Linked DNA regions of Gossypium hirsutum: region 2 is linked to region 1. The links are chromatin contacts, called in public Hi-C maps. All regions are on one chromosome and are shown on one strand. Each heading gives the region's core, a stretch centred on a gene start, on an enhancer-like site or on the middle of the called end of the contact. The rest is flanking DNA. Distances are from core to core; before and after follow the strand shown. Region 1 holds the start of LOC107945410 (CDPK-related kinase 5). Region 2 holds the start of LOC107941473 (precursor of CEP5).

Region 1 (7,186 bases), core at 1,630-4,129:
CCCATGCAGGATGAGGAAAAAGTTCACATTATCAACCTGAGCCAGGCTTGGATAAGGATTTTTGTCCTCGGCCTGACCCAACCCGAATTTAAATTAAATACTTTTAAATAGTTTTAATTAAATTTAATAATATAAATATTAATATAAAATTATATTTTTAATATTTTATTATTTTTAAACAGTAATATAAGCTTTTGGGTGGGCAGGCCTGAGTTTTTTTTTTTAATTGAGCCCCGGCCCAGCCTATGGGCACCTCTAATCACCATATACGCACCCTTAAAGCAGCCTTCCGAAGAGATGAAGAGCGCAGATAAGCCTTCACGAGTTTGAATATCAGTATATCCAAGGGCACTTTCACATCGTTATACTTTTTTATCCAGGGATGACCTGTGGCAAGCAATTGTGAGTAAAATTACAAGAATGTAAAAATAATGAATATGACAGAAGATGAGCCACGCACTCAAAGCTTGGGCTGCAGTCAATCTTTTCCTTGGGTCCTTATTCAGTAAACGCTTCACAAAATCCCTAGCCTCAGAAGATAGAGATGGCCAAGGTGCTTCATCAAAACTTGGATCAGCTTTTAGAACAGCTCCAAAAATCCCAGACTCTGTTCGAGCCCAAAATGGACGACTACCACACAAAAGAATATAAGCAATCACACCTATACTCCAGACATCTGCTTCTGTACTGTAAGACCTATGTAGAACTTCTGGTGCTACATAGTATGCACTACCAACAATGTCATTAAGCCTTTCATCTGAAATTGAAAAGGAAAAAGAAAACATGAAGAAATTAATCAAATAACTAAAGCACTATGGCTTAAGCAATACGAATTTGAGTACAAACCCGGTTTCACAAAATCAGACAAGCCAAAGTCTATAGCCTTCAATTGTGAATTTTCATCCTTTGATGTAAACAAGAAATTCTGGTCACAGAAAATAGCTAAATTTAGTATAATATCAGGTGGGCAATGGGCAAATTTTTATTATATACCTATTAAAACCTCTGCTGCTAAGAAGATGAAAATGAAATATGCTAGAATGAAGCACAACCAAGAAAACAAGCAGTAGTGGCTAGGCTTCGGTGACTGCTTAACCAGAATACTTGGCACAAGGTTATCCTCAAGGAAAAGCCTTACATAAACCTTAGAAATCTTATATGGGACCACAAAACCAGTGTAATACCACCCAGAAAAAAAAAATCAGAAACCTTATTAGAACTGGAAAGATATTCACCTCAGGTTTAAGATCCCGGTGCACAACACCCTGGAGATGGCAAAAAGCAACAACGTTAAGTATCTGAATCATCACAGCTTTTGCATCATCCTCAGTGTATTTTCCGCCCCTGCATGATTAGAAGAATACACTTGATAGGTAATCAAATCCAAACTAAGTACATTCAGCCTCAAACTCTTATTTTGGAATCAGAATCAGAAGTAGCTATTATTAGAAGAAAAGAAATACCTAGAAAGAATTCTGTCCAAGAGCTCCCCTCCTTCACATAATCTGAAAGATACATAGTAACTAATTAGAACCCATCACAAATCATCAAACCAAATGATCCTGAACACACTGAACCCAAAACCGAGTTCATGTTTTCGTATGGTACTTACTCCATCACTATGTAGACATTATCATGGTCCTCGTAGGCATCATAGAATTGTACTAAATTGCTATGTCCAGATAGAGCTCTTAATATTTTTACCTCCCTTCTAACATCCTCAATGGCAATTGCAGTAGTCATCTATAAACAAAAACACAAAAATCAACAAGCATAACATATCAATTCAAGGCACAAAATAGCTATTATACAGAAATAAAATTGTAGAACATAACTCCGTGAGTATACATTTTAATTCCGAGTTATGATTACTCTGTTAAAAAAAATCAGCAAATTCAATATTTAAATTCATTTTCTTATTTCCAGTAAGTATAAAAATCTAACTGAGGGTCTTCTAGTCGGATCTCGTTTTTTTCACTGTCAAAGAATTTTAATTCAAATCCATAAGCGCAAAAAGGCAAAAGTTCTAAGATTAAAATAAATAAAGTAGATAAAAACAAAAAGAAAATTAAAATGAAACCTTCGCTTTAGGTATAACTTTAACGGCAACTTGTTGTCCTTTAAGCTCTCCTTTCTTAAACTTCGCCGTACAAGTATAACCGAAATGGCCTCTTCCTACTTCGTCTCCGAGCTCATATTTGCTCCCGAAGTGCTTCGAGAAGCCGAAGCTCTTATCCAGTCCGGTACCGGTAGCTCCCGCTGCCTCTGCGTCGCTTCCTTCCGGGATCGCGGCCTCATTCGGCTTCACAGACCCGTGCCTCCGCGCAAGCACTGCCCTAATATGCTTCGCCGGAGACGGCGGAGGGAATGGCCTCCTGAAAAACCGTTTTGGAGTGGAATTGGTTGAAGATCTCGCAGGAGACTTTTTGGAAAACAAGTAGTGAGCTGGACTGGGACTATAAAACGGGAAAAACGGCGATTTCTTGCCTTCATTGTTGGGATTGGAGCTTTCTTTTTCTTCTTCTCCTTGTTTACCTTGATCTTCCTTGGAGTTTACTCCATCAGGTAAAGGAGAAGCCGAAACAGAGTTAGGCTTGCGGTAGATATCGTTATTCCGGGTATTGATAGAGGCATTTGTAGAATCAGAAGGGTTTGGGGAGGGTTTGGAGGTGCAAAGACCCATTGAAGTGTACGCCTATCTCTCTCTTTTCCCCGGAGAGTAGGATTTTGAATCTCTCCTTAAAGCCTTAAACCATTTCAACAAACTATAAAACTGAAATGAAAACTAATAATAAAAAGAAAACTCAAAGCTTTTGTTGTCTATGCTGTTTGAAAGCGTTAATTGGTGAGATAAGGAAACGACGGGGACTTCACTTTTTCGTTTATCAAAAAATTAATATTATAATTAAATTTTATGCATTTGAAACAGTAATTTTGACTTACCTCTACCGGATTCAGTATTTTGTTATTCATTCATAATAAATATGGAAACATAATTATTTTATTAATTTAAGGATGAATTTAGTGTTAATTATAAAAACTAAAATTTTAATATAATTTCATACAAATGTCTTTTCATTAATTTTTAACTAAATATTATTGTTTTGTAAGAAAATTTAAAATTAAATTTAGAACCTCGGCCAAATCCTTTCAAAGTAATTTAGCAAAATCATTTTAATCTTGTTGTGGTTAGTATGTTATGTTATGTGGTAATTGAAAAAGATGGGTTAGCTTTTTCGTGGGGCCAGTCCAGTGAATCATGATTTGGACTGATTTTCCACGTGGCGCAAACTTAGGTGGGTGGCTAATGAATTTAGTTTTGACATGCAGTAATTTGGTGGCGAAATTTCGTGTTCCTCTATTTTTCGTGTTGAGTGTTTACTTACTTGCTTCAGGTTGGGATGTCGATTCTCCCTTCTTCTTCTTTTTTTTTTTTTAAGGTGGGTTTAGATGGACGATTGGATGTGGTACGGTGTGTTTAGCTTATATTTTGTTTCATACTACAGTATCGTTACAGTATCTAATTTTACTGGCACATCTGTTTTTACACTAATCGCAGATAAACGCATCGCCTATCCAAACTCACCCTTAATCTACCAAGAGTCGTTATACTATAATATTTTATTTTATTTTAATTCCTTCTATTAAAAATTCCTTCAAATTAATTTTTATATATTTAAATAATTTATTTTTAAATTATTAATAATTTAGACAAAGATATCATATTCAATAGATTTATACCCATAAAAAACCTAACCATCCCAAAAAAATACACATGGTTGGATCATGGATAAATCAATTGGATATGATTTATTTTGTCTACGAGAGTAAATTTTAAAACTATAAATGAACTTTTATCAAATGTGCAATGTCATATATGAAATTTGATTTTATATAATTTTATACATGAAATTTTGATTTGATTTAGTTTTCACAAATCGTCAACACAATTATCAATATAGCACCATTTTACATTACAAATACAAATAATTATCTTTATCAAATATAAAAATAAATCGATATATTTATTTCTTTAAAAGTTTACAATTGAATCAAAATTAAAGTTTCGTGTAACTATAATCAAAGTTTCATGTGTATGATTGCATCAAATCAAAGTTCATGTATCAAATTGCTCATTTAAACAAAGTTTATGTATAGTTTTAATATTTATCCCTTTGTCCAAATTATCAGTAACCTAACAACAAATTGTGATGGTGTCACGATTTGAATAAATTTTTAATCTACAAGGATAAATCCGGAGCAAATTTTAGTAGGACTAAAATGAACTTTACATAGTAATATAGGGACTCCTAATACCATTTTTTTCAGTTCCTAGAAGTCAAAACTACTTCGTTTTCATGGACGCCTCTCATTCCATCCGGGCAAAAAAGTGTATTCAATTTAATGAAATTACTAATAATGATAAAATGTTAAAGATATTGTCCAGAATAAAGAATTGTCCAAATTTTTTGTTTTAAGAGAGTTAGATGATTTCATAATAATAAAATATGTAATGGTTGACATTTGAAATTTTGCACACCATACAAATATATAATAAACATGATTAACTTAATACACATATATTATTCATGCCCAGGATCTTGAGTTTGTGATATACGTTTAATAATTTATTTGCATGATTAGTATAAATATATAAAATTATCAGATTTAATGAAAAGATATATATCTTGGCTTTGATTTGCCTCTGGGTTGCCAAATAATTGCTGAGGAAACTTCTCCTTTTTTTCTTTTCTTTTGTATTGATGAATTTTCTAATATTTGTTTCCCTTAAGATATAAGCTAATATTAGTAATCCACATTTCAACAACAAGGGATTCATTTTTCTCATGCTGTCATCAAAGTGAAATAATAATTTTAATACTTTAATCTTTTTTAAAATTTTAATATTGATGAAATATATGTTTAGTTAAATATATGATCTTTAGTAAATATCTAATTGGTTAAAAGTTGAAATCTTATTATAAAAATTTTATTTAAATAAAAAAAAATAAGATCTAAGTTTTTTTTAGGTTTTTATCCATTTTTACCGATTAATCAATTTACACGGATTTTATCTGTTCATTTTTTAATTTTAATATAATAATAGTATAAATTACAATTAAAATTTAATTCAAAATTAATATAAAGTATATTTCAATATTTATTAGAATTTATCCAATCAAATTTTTAATTTTAATATTAGAAATATTCTCTTAATTTAATATTTATCCAATCTCAAATAGAAATTTATAACGACAACTTTGCCATAATATAATCTTAGGATAAATCTTAAATTATACATGAACTTTGATTTATATGCAGTTGTTTATATGAATTTTAATTTGGTGCAATTATACACATGAAACTCTAATTGTGGTTCAAATGTATACTTGAAACTTTAATTTTGATTTAATCATACACATTTAAACAAATGAATACACCAATTTATAATTATATTAGATAAATATAATTATTTATGTAGACAATATATAAACATAAAATGATGTTATATCAATAATTGTGTTAATAATTTATAAGAATTGGATCAAATCAAAATTTCATGTATAAATTTGTACAAAATCAATAAAATTACACATTAAATCATAGTTCATATATATTTTTAGAATTTATCCTATTTTTATTTAAATTAAAAAATTAGAATTTTGAGTAGTATTATTTTTTGTAATGATTTCAATGGAAGGAATTAGCTTTTATTCATGTGTGATTTTCTTCGAATTTGTTCTCATTATTTAAATTCACGTATAATTCATCGTTGTTTTAATGATATTGCAACTTAAAATTAGTATATATTATTTTATTATGAAAAGGTGTGTATATCTCAAATTTTATAAAAATAAATATTGGGTTTAAAATCTTGTTTTGAAGGTTGGAATGGGGTAGCCCACAAATTGAGGTGGTCCGTACACTTGTTGATATAATAATATCCTTTTATGTTGTAGCACATCAAAAATAAATGTTGGTTTGAATCAGCTTAAAGACAGCTAACACCTATTTCAAGATGTGGTGAGGATAAATTATCAGCTATATTTATTTTTCCCTTTTTCTAACTATTAATTAATTTTCTTCCTTAAAACGGATGATAAGCAGCAACTTTATTGTACCGGATCGAGTATTTAATTTAAAAGCAATAATATATGCATAATTTATCCTACTTAAATAATACAGTTGGATGTGTATGGATTTGTAGGTACTCGTAAAAAGTAGTTGATGAGATCTCTTTCCAATATCCAAAGGGCAATGGATTTTTCTGACGATATTCAGCTAGTTCAACAAGAGATGGAAATTCGTGATGAGTTGGAGAATGTCCTTAATCATTAGGAGTTTCTATAGAGACAAAAGGCGCGTTGTGTCTAGCTTCACCTTGACGATCGCAACACAAAATTTTTCCATAGTCGTACTATTCAGAGAAGGAAATTTAATCGAATTACAACCTTGCAACTCAAAAATGGCTAGTGGAGTTTTGATCAGGATACTTTCAAAGCCGAGGCAGTTGGTTTCTTTGAGAAATTGTATGGCAAAACGTCGGAGCCAATGAGGGGTCTCCCATCTAATGTTTTTCCATGGCTTAATACTTTGGATACTACCTTCTTGGAGAAATCATTTACGAATGAAGAGATCAAAAAGGCCTTATTTGATATAGATCCACTAAAAGCTTCGAAAGTGTTGATTTTTACGCTCTTTTTTTCCAGAGTCAGTGGGATATGATTGGTAATGTTGTTTGTGAGTGGGTTCAAGGGGTTTTTGCTAGAAAAGTCATCCAAATCTGAACAACACTCTGATTGCCCTAATTCCAAAGATAAACAGTCCTGAGAACTTTACTCAATTTTTCCCCATCAGTCTTTGTTACGTCTTGTACAAATTGGTGATGAAAGTGATTGCAAACCGATTTAAATTGGTTTTTCCTCATTTCATCTCACAGGAACAAGTCGGGTTTATAGCTGGGAGGAATATCTCTGATGATATTATTATTGCACAAGAAGTCATTCACTTTATGTAGAGGAAACGAAATAGGAAAAATTGGATGGCTGTTGAACTGGATTTGGAAAAGGCTTACGACAGAGTGAGTTGGGATTTCATTGATGCTTCCTTACAGGCTGTGGGTATACCTGAGTTCCTCCGAAGAGTTATTATGTCTGTCATATCATCCTCTGCTATGCAGATTCTC
Region 2 (7,186 bases), core at 3,138-5,637, 140 kb before region 1:
TTATGCATGCAATTTTAATTTTACAAGTGATTTTAGGGATGATTTTGTTGTCATCCTCTCTAGTTGGGTGAATGCTCGATTCTTTTGTTGATTTTTGCTCACCACTTTGGACCATTCGGGGCTGATTTTCTTATCATATTAAGTGATTGCAATAACTCCAGATATGTCGTGCTTGAGTTATGACAAAGACAATTGTCAACGTGTCATAATGTTCTATCGATGCTGAAGTTAAAGCCTTTGTTGTGTTGATGGAGCTTGTCCTTCACCATCTACGACGAGTGTTTGCTATTTTTTTCTCTGAATTATATGGTTCCATTCATTGAATGAATTAATGACTTTATCTTTTAAATAAAAAGATTACTAAATGAATACAATTACTTATCACAGTGTTTTCATCAATCCTAAGTTGGTGTCAAAAATCCTAAATTGTTATCGAGTTGATTTGTGACACCATCTCAATTAACAACATTATAAGTATAATATATACAACTGAAGTAGGTAATAAAATTTAAATGTAAAAAATTATTAAAATAAAACTTTAGTTGAGTGGTAAAATAAAAATTTTTCTAATTCAATTAGCATGGGTTCAAATCTAATCATATGTATATTTTATTAGTTTTTCTAAAATAAAAAGATTAAATTATCCTCAAATAATAAAATTTATTTTTTTTAAGAAAATATAATTTATTTTAAATGCAAAGGGATATTAAAATAATTTTTTTAACGGAACTAAAACTCAGTTGATGTGTGACACAAACTCAATAAAAGACTTTATAAATAGTATAGATGATAATATAGGATTAGCAGTGACATTTTTAGTTGTGGAAATGAAACTAAAAAAATATCATAATTTTATTATAATTATATGTATAATATCTTTGATAACGTGAAAACAAAATTAAAAAACAGAGATAATATTTATTGAGTAAATAAATTTTACTAATTCTTATAGGGAGAAAGGATTGTATGAAACTGTAATTCCATGTCATTTTTATCCTTTTTCAATTCCTCTTAATTTCTAGTATTTTTAGTTAGATTTGAATTTTTTCAAGAGAAAAAAGCTGAAAATCAAGAAGAAAAATCTGATCTGTCATTCTCCCATTGAAAAGGGATACGGATGACATGTAATCACAATTTCATACAACCACTTCTCTTCTTATGGGTTGGATTTTACTCATCATCATTATGAAAATGAAATTAAAAAAAAATTATCATATTTTATTGAGTAAATAAATTTTGTAATTAAAGTGGAAGACACACAAATATTAAAGTTGTGTTTAATAAATCATTAAAAATTTTCATTCCTTTAATATTTTAAATGTGTTTTATAATTATTTTAATTTTTTTATTTAATATAAAATTTTCAAAAAAAAAAAGTGTTGAATAAGATAAGTAATAGGTAGCAACTTATCACTTTGGTCATGTTTGATAAACTAAAATATTAAGTACTGAAAAATTAAATATTGAAAAATTAAGTGTTGAATTTAAGTTATAAAATATGTTTGATATTTTATTTAAAATTAAATACTGAATATAATTAGATTGTTTGATAAGATATAATATAATCTTAAATAAAATAAAAAACCATTAAACTTATTCTCTATTAAGTGATAAGTAGGTCTCTATGATCTACTTATCATTTTCTACACTTTTTTGTACAAAAAATTCTATCTAATAGTTTTCATCTGTGGGTTATCAAATGTATTTAATAAATTAAGTTGATGAAAATATTAATTTTAAGTTGATTAAATTTTTTCAACACTTTATCAAACAGGACCTAATGTAGAAAATGTTAAGTAGATATTAAAAAAATTAAAAAAATTATCTTTTTTTCAAAAAAAAGTAGATATTCAAATTACCATATTTATCTTTCATCTTAAACTATTTAAAATAATATAAAATATTATATTAATAAGATAAAAATTAAAAATTAATATTTGTTTAAAAATTAATATTTATTTTTATGAAATAACCTAATTATATTAAGTAGTTATATTTAATAGTAATTTACCAAATATTTTCTAATATAAATTCTTCAATTATAAAATTTTGGGTCTGCTAATGTTGCCACTGTTATAGGCATATTGGAAGGTAGATGAATATAAATCGATCATATTCAAATTTTATGATAATATGATTAAATTCTAAATTAAAGAATATAAATATTAATATGATTAAATTCTAAATTAAAAATATTATATATATATATTTAAGAACTCTCTTCAAAACAAAAATAAGAGAAAGAAGATAAGATAATTGGAATGATAAATTTGATTTGATAATTTATTTGTTTAAAGCCTTAAAATTATTATTTTAGAATTAAAAAGAGAGAGTATAATTTAGCATTATTGTATAATTTTTAATATTTTTAATTATATAATATTTATAAAAATTGGAAAAAAATATTTTATAAATATTTTGAATTTTTTGTAATTTTTAAAGGGACCAATTTGCACATTTTCAAAACTGTCAGGGACCCACTGAGTATTTACATCAATTTATTATTTGAGTTGTAAAATTCAATTTGACTCAAATTCAAAAAATCAAACCAGTTGTTTGAGTTGATTTGAAAAAAAAAAGAATAACCCAGTTCGATTAACTCGAAAATCGAAGAAAATTTTAATTTTTTTACTTGAATCGAATTTTGTTCACCCCTATTTACACTATTCAATTCTTTGGATTCTTTGGAGGGGTGTGAAAATGGAGAGAAGCGCATGGTCAATGAATCATAGTGACTTTAAAACTTTATTTTTATCTTTTTTTTTTAAGTTCAAATTAAAATAGAATTGCACTCTACTAGTCAAACACATCTTAAGAATAAGAATTGTTTGTAATTAAAAAAGATGTAATTAATTGCTATCCTGATAATTACACTCCCATACAATTAATTTGTAGTGTTCAAATATACCCTTAATTCACATAATCTTACTATTAAAAAAATGTAAATAACATATATTATGTAATTTATAGGAAAATTATCCCATCGTCGGTGGAAATTTTTTAGACTTCACAAGTGTATCAAATAATCACCTTATATTATTAAAATAATATTTGAAAAAATATTTGGTACACTGTTAGTGAAATTTTTAAACTGCACAAACAGATCGAGAGTTAACAAGTATCCTATATAGATATAATAAGTTATTAAAAATATAAATGTATTTAAAAGAAGACACATGTTAATTTTTTAAGATTATTTATGAAATAAAAAATACACAGTTAATGTACCAAATATTCACTCATAATATTTATAAATTTGTAGAAAATTTGATGCACCTATATTGCATATATATTTTATACTAATATGTATTATTTTATTTCGAAAACCATTGCTCTTCTTTTATAATTAACTTCTATCTCTCGAAATTTCAACAACTTAATTTCTTTTAAAAGCATGTTACCTAAAAAAACACAAATACTACTATCTCATAATATCTTATTGCTAAATTACTTAAGAATTTTAAAAATTTCCCTCCAAAGTTATTGTAAAGAAAAAAAGAATGCATGATCATCCCATTCCAGCCCAATCTAAGGAATTAAAAGGCCTCTTTTAGTTCAATTTCACTGTGGGTGTAGGCTGATTATCTAAGCCTCTTTTAGGTCGGGTATACAGAAAATATATAGCCCTGTTTAGTCTTTCCCTCGGAAATTATAACAAATAGTAAGCATTAAATTGTTAGGTCCAACAGCAAGAAGTTGCAGAAAGCAAAATCAGCTTCAATTGCAAATGCTTTTCATAGCTTCTAAAACCTACAAGTCACTTCACTTTTAGAAGCTACAAAGAAACGAGAGAGAGAATGGGGGGGGTTATAACAGCCGGGAATTTGAGTTGGAAAGCTGAATATATTGTACATGGTACACAACAAGACAATATATTAAAAGATTCTTGACACAAATATGTTTTTATAAACTCTTAATGGTGAGCAGGTGGGGGCTAAGTTAATTAAGTACACTACTCTATGTATTCAATAAAATAGATCACATGTACAAAAGGATATATTGATAGACTGAAAGTCTTTAATTGATATTAGTAGACAACTCATAACTCTTATAAGAGAATAATATATAGTAGAAATCACATTAGGTTAAGAAGAGGAGGAGAATAAATGAATAAAGAACAGTTGCATGGCCCATGCAAACTGTTGTTGGAGTTTAAGTGACCATAACCTAAGCTCTATGGCCGCATGTGGAGAAAGATTATGTAATTTATTTACACCTTTTATATATATATATTTATCAGTCTTTTGACACCTCTTTTCTCGATCGATCTTCGTCTATAAATAGAGCTAGCACCATGGGGAACGAAGAAGTCTATAAGCAAAGTTGCTAAGTATCTTCTTCTTCACTTGTTTTAATTCCACATTTTAGGCTTTACCTATATTATATATGGCCCAAAACAATCTTCTCTCTATTCTTGTTCTCCTTTCGCTTGCTCTCTTCCTGGAAATTCAGGGAATTTTAGGAACGCGTTTGATTTTGGAGCAGAATCAGAAGGTGAGAACATTTAATAGAATCCTAGCAAAGGAAAGTAGGAGTATTGTTGATCCCAAAATTTATGGTGTTAACAAAACCAAGTCTCCACCTTCACCACCAACTGCGGTAATTGGAGCCTCGCCGCCGAAAAACGACCAAGATTTCAGGCGCACATCTCCTGGACACAGTCCTGGTATCGGCCATTCCATTCAAAACTAGGTCAAAACATCCTTACTTTGAAGACAGACAGATGGTATTATAGTGCCACACAGATTCCTATCCTAGAAAAGATTTCAGCTTAAGTGGTTCGGTTTCTATTTGTGTTGTCTTATCTTAGTTTAAATTTCAGTTTCAGGTACCTTAGGTTTGAGTGTTTGTAACATATATTTAGTGAAGTCAGTGAGCCAATGAAATTCGTGGATTTTTACATTTTATAGTTCCTTCTTTGCCTATAGCTCAATCATTAAAGTGGTATAAAATATATTTGAAGAGCTAATAAATAATTTAAATTGACTGAAATTAAAATAAATAATTTATTCAAAATAAATAATTAATGATTTATTAAATTCTAAAATTGTTTTTATTTTTTAAGTAAATAAACCTATAATTTTTCCGTCAGTGAAACATTTTAGTCCCACTAATATCCAGGTCGTCTAGTAAACTGGGGTAAAATTATCCAAACAGAAAGAATGGTGTGATTGCACCAAAAAAATCTTTTAAACACCGTACTGGAATTGCTTCGGTATCCAAAGGAGCCCAAGCAACCGAGGCATATGCTAGGGAAAAAAAAAGCCGTAATGAACAAGATTACCAACTTGGTTATAGAATTGAAGATGGCCCATCATAACTTCTTGATGGACGAATGGGGTTCGTAACAAATGCGTAAAAATAATACTAATATCAAATTTAGTGTAAGAAGTTTATTTATTCTACTTAAGATGTCAAACTCCTCTAAGTTGCATGCCGTTTTATGAAATCTGAAGTTCAAATGGCGGATTTGAGGTTTGATTGATATTCACTAAATACTGTAATATTGACATTTCTTTCGGATATCGTCTATAAGAAAAGGAAGTTGAAAGAATGGAGAAACCCTCAGAGCATATATGTATTTATATACAACGTATAATGCTTCAAATATGTGAAAAGAATTGAGTAAGCTCAAAGAGACACAAACCATGTGAGGCAGTGCAACACAAACTATAGAATTGGGAAATTTAAGTATTGGAGTAACAGGACCAGTTAAGAATAGGAATGAATCAAAAGATCACGTGCATTTTACAGCCTAGCACAACACAGAATCAAATGTTTTTGTTCATTGCAAAAGCCAAAAAGGTAAAAAAAGAAAGAAAGAAAAGTCTTTAGCTGCCTTCCTTCTGTGCATGCCAATCAGTTGCAGAGGCTGAGGACTTCCTTAGCTGCAGGAACCATTAAAAAAGAAAAAGGTCCTTTTGGGAGATTTTTAATTATCAAATTTATTCAACTCTTAAGTGGAGAGGTTGAGGAACGGCGAATTGGGGCTCGTCATTTGCTTCATTTGACTTGATCGATCAGGACAAAATTGCCAAATATTTCTTTAGTGCATTCAACGTTGGTGGAGGGACCCTCTCTTTTGGTTGGTGCCCTTCACTCTTGATTAATTTTGAGCATGCTCGTATAAAAAAAAAAAAGAAAAGGAAAAACCAAACTGTAAGCATGCTAATAGCTGGTAAGACAAACAAGCTTGAAATTAGTAAATAATATTGGGTATATATAAGAAAAATATTTGGTACCTTGTTGTTAGTGGAGTTTTTAGCTCCACGAGTAGGGTTAGAGGATTAACAATTATATTATAGGGGTATAATAAAATATTAAAAAAATAAATATTTAAAATAATTGATACATAACAATTTTTTAAGGTTGGTGGAACAAAAAAAAGTAAGTGTACTAAATACTAACTATATATATGTGTGAGTATTGAATGTAACAATTTATTTTTGCAAATTAAACATGAGTTAATCCAATAAACAAGTGTTGGGTGTAGTGGTAAGGCACATTGCACTCCTAAGAAGAGAATGCGGGTTCGAACCTTCGAGACAACATTATTAAGAGGGATAACCACAAACACTGAACATGAACCATAAAACAAATATGAAAAAACATGTCCTAGATGCAATGGCAGTTGGAACTCACCTTGCAATTGGGTTGTTGTGTAGCTTGTCATAGATGTTGGTCTCACATTGCATATAACATAAGTTGACTCATTATTAAAACATTCATCTTTTTGTGTAACACCCCTAACCCGTATCCGTCGCCGGGATAGAGTTACAGAGCATTACCGAAATTTACAAAACAAATGAATAGATATTTCATATCATATAGCATTCATATCAGAAACCAGTTGTAATCAAGCATAATGTCCCTTATGTGAGCCCTCGAGGCCCAAAATACACATTAGAAACAAGTCGGGACTAAATCGGGTACTCAAAGAATTTTTCGAAAAACATTAAAAAATTTTCAAATGTGCAGGGGACACACGCCTGTGTCATCTAGCCATGTGTCACACACGGCTGAGACACATTCCCGTGTCTCTGCCCGTGTGGACGAAAATAGGTCATTTTCCAAGCCACATACATCAACCTATACACATTAATTTGCACATCACCAAGCCATAACAAGACATTTAAATCAAGCTAGAATCATGTCCTAAACATGTGTTACCATAACATACAACCAA

Evidence for each region. Hi-C and Micro-C count contacts between places; a contact is called where the count stands out from the background.
Region 2: a contact with region 1 is called in a Hi-C map of leaf, with 1.7 times the contacts expected there. The contact joins the promoter of LOC107941473 here to the promoter of LOC107945410 in region 1. A contact is called at or near these places in 3 of 34 Hi-C or Micro-C datasets (all in leaf).

The regions. Positions count from the first base shown.
Region 1 is chrD12:14,128,388-14,135,573 of Gossypium_hirsutum_v2.1, reverse strand. LOC107945410 (CDPK-related kinase 5) reads right to left here and starts at 2,879. Exons shown (of 11, transcript XM_016879416.2): 1 at 2,081-2,879; 2 at 1,613-1,743; 3 at 1,464-1,505; 4 at 1,236-1,344; 5 at 847-925; 6 at 461-757; 7 at 275-387. The coding sequence starts at 2,683.
Region 2 is chrD12:14,273,710-14,280,895 of Gossypium_hirsutum_v2.1, reverse strand. It overlaps LOC107941473 (precursor of CEP5), which reads left to right and starts at 4,387. Exons shown (of 1, transcript XM_016875043.1): 1 at 4,387-4,692. The coding sequence starts at 4,387. The coding sequence ends at 4,692.